2 separate regions of the Rattus norvegicus genome follow, and region 2 is linked to region 1. A link is a contact called in public Hi-C data. All regions are on one chromosome and are shown on one strand. Each heading gives the region's core, a stretch centred on a gene start, on an enhancer-like site or on the middle of the called end of the contact. The rest is flanking DNA. Distances are from core to core; before and after follow the strand shown. Region 1 overlaps Dab2ip (DAB2 interacting protein). Region 2 overlaps Dab2ip (DAB2 interacting protein).

Evidence for each region. Hi-C and Micro-C count contacts between places; a contact is called where the count stands out from the background.
Region 2: a contact with region 1 is called in a Hi-C map of frontal cortex, with 2.0 times the contacts expected there. The contact joins two enhancer-like sites. A contact is called at or near these places in 5 of 12 Hi-C or Micro-C datasets (Schwann cells, frontal cortex, kidney and 1 more).

What each region holds. Positions count from the first base shown.
Region 1 is chr3:39,412,621-39,416,355 of GRCr8, reverse strand. It overlaps Dab2ip (DAB2 interacting protein), which reads right to left. Exons shown (of 16, transcript NM_138710.4): 3 at 2,039-2,172. Among named protein-coding and RNA genes, the nearest start is that of Dab2ip, 100 kb to the right of the region's middle. Within about 2 kb of position 1,920, at least 31 of the 93 cell types and tissues checked have an H3K27ac peak or open chromatin away from gene starts, as enhancers often do.
Region 2 is chr3:39,466,650-39,470,024 of GRCr8, reverse strand. Dab2ip (DAB2 interacting protein) reads right to left here. Exons shown (of 16, transcript NM_138710.4): 9 at 1,748-1,984; 10 at 1-176. Among named protein-coding and RNA genes, the nearest start is that of Dab2ip, 160 kb to the right of the region's middle. Within about 2 kb of position 1,609, at least 7 of the 93 cell types and tissues checked have an H3K27ac peak or open chromatin away from gene starts, as enhancers often do.

The DNA of each region.
Region 1 (3,735 bases), core at 671-3,170:
GGGCTCCCTTCTGGTACCAGAGGCCACCAGGACAGATTGTTTACAGAAAATTTTAAAGACAATTCCACACCACTGCCAATGACATTCATCTCCTCTTGCTGCCTTTCACATTTTCCAGAAACGGATCTGTAGTTTCACTCTCTAACCGGACTAGATCTCCCCCTCCCCCTCCCCTTCCATGTAACAAGGCTAACCTGAGACCAGGCTGCACAGGATGTTTCCGAGGTCATCTTAGTGAAGCCCCACTCTGGCTAGATTGCTAGCCAAGCGCCTGCTGGCTTTTTGGTGCGGGCTTCCCAGCGGTAGAAGGTAAACACGACATGCATGCCGCTTGCTCTCAAGAGGGCAGACACACTCAGAGACCCGGGCTGCCTGCCGTCTCTCCTGCTCCCGGACAACCAACACATGCACACAAAATGGGGTACGTACACAAGCCCCCGCATGCGAGAACAGAGGGTCCGGACCCCTGCCAGGGAAAGCGCAGAGAAGGGCATGTTCTTGGGGGGAGACAGCCGGAGGTGGGGGCCGGAGGAGGGAGGAAGGCAGCAAACCGGGTAGCCTGCCGCCCAGACAGACAATAATAACAAAGATGGGAATGGAGATTTTCAAAGACGCAGTGGCTGCACCCAGCACCGAGCTCTGGCCTGGATGCATCTTCCTGCCAGGGAACGCCTGGTCCCCTGGGGCACCATAGCCATCAGTGAAAAGCTGGGGTGGCGGGGTGGGGGGGGTCCTGCCTTAGGCTGGGCTTAGCAGCCGGGGCAGGAAGCCAGGTGCAGACCGTGGTGGAGATGCACTGTAGAACAGCGCTGGGCTGATGGACAAGGAAGGTCTAGTGGTTCTAACTGGGATGTGGGAGGGGTGCTCTGGGAAAGGTGTTAGGTGTCAGTTAAACGTCACACCACCTTGGGCAGGAGTTAGGATAACTTGGGCTCCTTGCTTGCAGGAACCAAGGAGGAAAGGGAAGACATCATTCTACCTGTGCCCTTCCGCACAAGAAGTGCCAACTCGCCAACGGTAAAACGGACACGGACCCAGAAAGGCAGATGCCAGTAGCCTAAGATGCTGGGGCTGGATGCTGAAAAGGCTCCTGGGAGCCTACTGGCTCCTTCACCTCCACGACACGTTCTAACTGGCACAGAAATGCATCACTGTGCCTGTGCCTAAGTGGAAAGGTGCCTGTGGCTGACACGACTCAAGGAGAACCAGGGCCCCCAGAGGCTGTGCCCGCCCAGTGCCCCCGCACGGACAGGATGGCTTGCCCTTGCGAGCTGAAGCCTGCACGTTGCCATTGACTCCAGAGCAGGCTCAACAACCTCCTCCCCTCCCCTCCGCCCCACTAGCCACCTCCCCCTGGAATTTCCACACCTGCTCCCGGCTTGCCCAGAAGGAAGCAAGGAATAGGAGACACCCCCTGGGAGCGGGAGGTAAGGGCAGCTGCCCAGACTGTAGGGGGAAGGCCCATCTTCCCGGGTCTTAGGTGATGCCCATCAACCCAGAGCCTGGGCACTGTCTGCTTGGCTCACCCCAGCCCCCAGCGGAGCACGTGCCCTACTTAGCGCAGATGTGCCCCCTAAGCGGCCCAGCCCCCTGCTCCTCCCCTCCAGATGTTCACCCTTTTCCGCGCCACGAGCGCTACCGGCTCTGGGCAAAACCCAGCCGAAAATGCCTTTTGTATCGGACACCGAGGGACTCGGTAGGCCGGGAATGGGTCCTGAGGGTGGAGGCGCCACTTCCGTCCCTACCTCCAGGCACCGCACAGCCCGGGAAACAATGCCCACCTCGGCCAGACGAGGCAGGACCCCACATGCCCAAGAGGGCACTTGCCGCCCGGCCTCACCCCGGACCTCCAGCACCCTCCTAGCTGCAGCCGGTGAAGGCAACGAAGGCTGCAGCCCGAGTCCCATAGCCCGACGGGGGCCCAGTTCCCGGAGTTCCGGGAGGCCGGCGAGGCGTCACTCCCGCGGGAGCGTGCCCTGCCTGGGTCGGGCTTTGTCCCCGCGCCCTCGGGGCGCAGCCGGGGTGGCGGCGGGCTCACCTCTCATTGTCCGCGGCGGCGGTGGCTGCGCTCCGGAACCCCGGCAGGATGTGGCGGAAGCTGTGGTTGCGGTCCAGTTTGGGCTGGCTCTTGGTGCGCTTGATGGAGCCCTTGAGGCGGCGGCTGAGGAAGCCCTGCGCGCGGGGCGACAAGAGGGGGAAGGGGAGGCGGGGTTAGCGCGGCGGCGGCGGGCCGGGACCCGCACCCTCGCGGCCCACGGCGGGCCGGGCTCGGCCCCAGCAGCTCGCGGCCCGCGCCGCCGCCCGCCCGCCGACCGAGCGCCGACGGCCCGGCCCGCGCAGCGCGGCCCAGCCCACCCCGCGCCGCCCGCCGGCCGGCCCAGCCCGCCACGTCGCCCCCGCCCCTAAGCCGCCGTTGCCATGGCGACACTGAGCCGAGTGTCTCCGACCGTGGCCGAGGATGCCCGAGCCCCCCTACCCACCTCCTGGCGCCGAGAGGGCGGGGCGGCAGGGCTTCGGAGGGGCGGGGAACTTAGGGGGTGGTGATGAGTGGCTAGCGCCACCAGCAGCCCCTCACCTCACCTTCCTTCGCAACCAGGCCACACCCCCAACCTCCAGGAGGATTCCACACACCCCGCCCCGTCAGAGACTGACAGGAGTGGTTACTCAAATGAAGGAAAGTAAGGCTGGGAAAGCAGGTCCTCCAACAAGCCAGCGAGCCTCCTAGTAATCTGGCCATCTAGACCCCTAAGGCGGACAGACAATGGCTGGCTGTCAGGATGGAGGCTGAAACACTTGGACCCCCCAAAGCCAATCCCCATGGGTACAGGTTCCCCAGTTCCTCTCTTAAGGAGGGACCAAGGTGTGGAAGGGTTTGCTGAGTGCCTCCAATTTTGGGACACCCGACTCAGACCACTTATGGATTCACCAGCCAGTGCTGAGCTGAGGCTCCAGCTAAAAGCAGCATTCCCAACTCACCACACTCCACCCCACCCCAATCCAGAGCTTCTGGACAAATGAAGTGGCAGGTGACAAGCCAGGCCTCAGTACACCCAGGTTCGACCAGATGCCCTTTACAGATGATGAGTAAATGTGGGGCTCAAAGGGCCACAGCTGAGTCTTACTGGGAGAGCTGGTTAGTTTTATATAAACTTGGCACAAGTTAGTCATTTGAAACTCCCGACTAAGAAAATGCCTCCATTAGGATCCAGCTGTAGGACATTTTCTTATTTAAGGATTGATGTGTAGGGACACAACTATTGTAGGTGGGGCCACCCGTGGGCTGGTAGTCCTGAGTTCTGTAAGAAAGCAGGCTGAGCAAGCCATGTGGAGCAAGCCAGTAAGCAGCACCCCTCCTGGCCTCTGCTCCTGCTCCAGGTTCCCACCTTGTCTGAGTTCCTGTCCTGACTTCCTCCAACAATGGACTAAGGTATGGAAGTGTAAACTCAATCAACCCTTTCCTCATCATGTTCCTTTGTCATGGTTTTCCACATAGCCTTGGGAAAGTGGCTCAGACCCTGTGGGCACCTTGAGGGAGAAGAACTGAGAACTAGAACTCCCTGAGGAAGGCTTGTACAGAAGAGGTGCTGGAACCCAGCCACTCAGCTTGATTCTGGGTGACCAGAGGACAGACGTAAAGGAGTGTTATTTTGAAATCGTGTTGTCATTGTGATCTGAATTTTGAAGTTTTTCCATCATAGAAGGGGTGGGGCTGATAAGATTTCTTAGTTCAGAAGG
Region 2 (3,375 bases), core at 360-2,859, 54 kb before region 1:
AGAGCAGAGAGTGTAAGCTAGAGAGCTCCCGGCCCAGGTCTATGTAGCCCTCGAAGCCTGCTGTGTTAGAAAGGGTCTCAGGGTTGGAGATCTCCAACAGGAAGCGCTGCATGTTGGTCCACTCGTGCTCCAGGAACTGGTTCATGAATGACATGTATTCCTCTTTGCTGCCAAACCTGGACAGAAAAGGGCAGCCAAGATAAGGGCCCCTTAGTTGAGTCAGATCTCATCTCCTTCCTCACCATGGCTGCTGCCAATCAAGGTTCTGAGTTGCTAGGGTCTTCTCAAGGCCAAGACCACTCTACCCTTTGCAGGAACTAAAGTAACTAGTGTTCATGTTTCCTCTAACACTGCCCCTTATGGGCCCTGCCTCTTTTCCTGCAGACGGGAAAGCCCAGTACATAGGTCAATTTCAGATCCACACTTGGCCCAGTTGAGGTTTTGGGGTCATCAGGGACACCCCCCTCAAGCCCTGTCTCCTCCTCCAAATTTCCCTTTCCCAAGGGAAGAGACCACCGAACAAGTCAGAGGCTTGGCAGTGGTGTCAGCTCTCCTTCATTTTCTCCAAATGACAAGGCCTGCTGACCTGATCTTGTCACCTACTATCTGTCCCTGTGCCACTGCCTCCTTTAGCCAGTGCCCATCATTTTTAACTGAAGTCTGGCTATAGCCTCCCTCAGTCTCTCCTTACCAGACATACCTTGTTCAGTGGAGATCCTTTGCAGAGGCCAGAGGAGGTAAGGGCCATGCTGTATGGTCCACCTCTATACCGTGTGGCCTTCAGGTTCCTGTAGCCCTCATCAGTTACTTCCTGTCTCTCCCAGCTTTGTCTTGGTGACCTAGATGCCTTTGGTACCAGGCTTTACCATCAAGCCAGCTTCTGTTTCTTGTCTGAGCTAGATGATTGGTCTTCCTGTCTTTTCTCCCCAAAGCCTTTGCTCTCCTGAGACTTTGGCATCGTCTTGGCCCCACCCTTCTCTCCACTGCACTTGCCTCCCACACTCACAGTCAAGGCCCAGCACCGACAGACCTAGAAAAGGGCTCGATCCACAACTGTGAACTAATGACAGGATTACCCAGCCCTGCCACTTTATCTACACTGTCTAAACTGGCAGCCAAGGGGCTTAGAGATGCTCAGTGGTTGAGAGCATAGGCAGAGGACCCAGATTCAATTTCCAACATCCACACAGTATTTCACAGCCATCCCTAATCTGGTTTCTGGGCGTCTGATGCCCTCTTCTGACCTCTGTGGGCACCAAGCACTCATGTAGTATACAGACATACACGGAGGCAAAAACTCACACATAAAATGATTAAATCTTAAAAAAAAAAAAAGAACTTTACACAGCCCAAACCACCAGATGTGCTTTACAGGTAATCATCCTGGCAGTATTAACCCAAGTGCCCAGCTACCCAGGAAATCAGCCATTCCCTACAAAGTGGAGCTCGGTGCTCAAAGACAGACTCGAAGCCTTATGGCACTTTATGATAATGTGTTAACTCAAATACGCAGAAGGGAAAAATATCTTGTCTTCCCACCTTTAAAATCCAAAGAAGCATTCCAAAACGGCACTGCACTACTGGGAGGGTGGCTGTGGAGGAGGTTTTATTCTGAAGCAAGTGGCTGTGGGGAGGCTGAGGGAGACAGGGATAAAACCAAGGCCCACTGCACTAGCCTGGGTCAAGAGCACACACACCCCAAGTTTCTGTCCCTGTCTACTTCAACCCCATGGGATGAAACACTCACTTGGCAAAGTTGGCCAGGTTCTGGGTAACTTTGGCGATGAGCGTGAGGGTGCGAGCTGTGCGGTCGTCAGGATACTCCTGAAGCAGGTTGAAGAGCGAGGGCGACATGATGGCAGGGCACAGGAAGCGAAGGAAGAGGGAGGCGCTAATGAGTCGTTCACTGATATCAGGCCGGCCGCGGCTGCTACACTCCTGCCGCCATGAGGCGAACACCTCTTTAAGTTCCCGAGGGAAGACACTGCACAGGAACAAAGATGGGCCTGGGGGGTCAGGTAGGGCCTTGGACAGTTCAGGGCCAGATCTGTTTCTGAGTCGCATGGAACCCCGATTCCCAAACCCACACCTATGCTGATGGTGGAACGAGCTCAGGGCTCTGCAGCCAAGCCGGATGACTGTCCACTAGGCAGAGATGTGTGCTGGGCAGTGCTGCCATGCACTCTAAGACACTGTGGGGGACACAGCCAGCACAGGGTGGGCAGAGAGGCTGCTCAACAGACAGGGTAGGTTCAGTGAAGGGTCCAAGTGCACTAAGCATGAAGGCTGGCGGAACTGGAATACAACAGCTCTTCCCCAGGAGAAAGACATCTTTCTGTTCCAACATTAGGCTTCTGGGTCCAGAAGCATGAAGAAAACAAAACCACAGGGCAGACAGATGCTGTTCCTTGGGCTCCCACTTCAGGCTATCGAGACTCATATCGAGACCCTGCCTGAATGATGTCACAGGAATCTGGGTTTTCCACAGAGCTCAAAATGACTGAGCAGGGGAGTACCCCCAGCTAGTGAGAACACTGTGGTGGACTCGCTGGGGAGACGAATAAAGACTTTCCTAGGGTGACAGTTACGAAGGCACAGCGGGCACCACCTTCCCTGCCTTTTCACCCTAGGGCAGACCAGACCCAGTGCTCCCTGGACCTAATATACTACTGGCTCTGTCCTGAGCCCAGCAGGCAGGGCATGTGGCAGAATGAGGCAGAATCAGCAAAGTCGCCTATGAACAGGGGCAGGCAGCCCTCCAGCCTGATGCTTGAGCCAGGTGATGTCTACTGACGTCTTGTCCAGGAGAAAAGCCTGTCCCAGATGCAGAAGGAAGAAACAGAGACTGTCCACACAAGGTCTTCCCCATGGAATGAAGGGCAAAGGCTGAGAATACAGCCTAGCAGGGAGATGACAGTGTGTTCTAAGGGTGCTCAAGACTCTACAGTTGTCCCCCTACCCCAGAGGGACATCTCATGCAACACAAGCTGAGGGACTGGGACAGGAGGGTACTATCGCAAGCACTGGCCACTGACCCCTTTCTAAGGCCACTGCTCATCTAGTAGGCTTGCCTCTGTGTATCCTTTGGGAAAAGCAAACACTTCCTGTGCCAGCTCTGAGCTGGTGCTCCTGGCTGCAAGGGTATGGATGGTTGGGTGACATGAAGGGTTCCACGGGGGGTGGGGGTGGGGGCATAAAGCCTTAGGGCCAGACCATGTAAGGCCAAAGGAGACGGCATGGGAGAAAGAAGCAAACAAAAGTGGAGATACAGCTAGCTTTGGAGTGGCTTGGACAGGCAGAGCTCTGAGCTGAGCTGATGGTACAGGTGACTGGGTAGTGGAAACAAGCCCAGCACTATGGCTGGCAGCAAGGCCT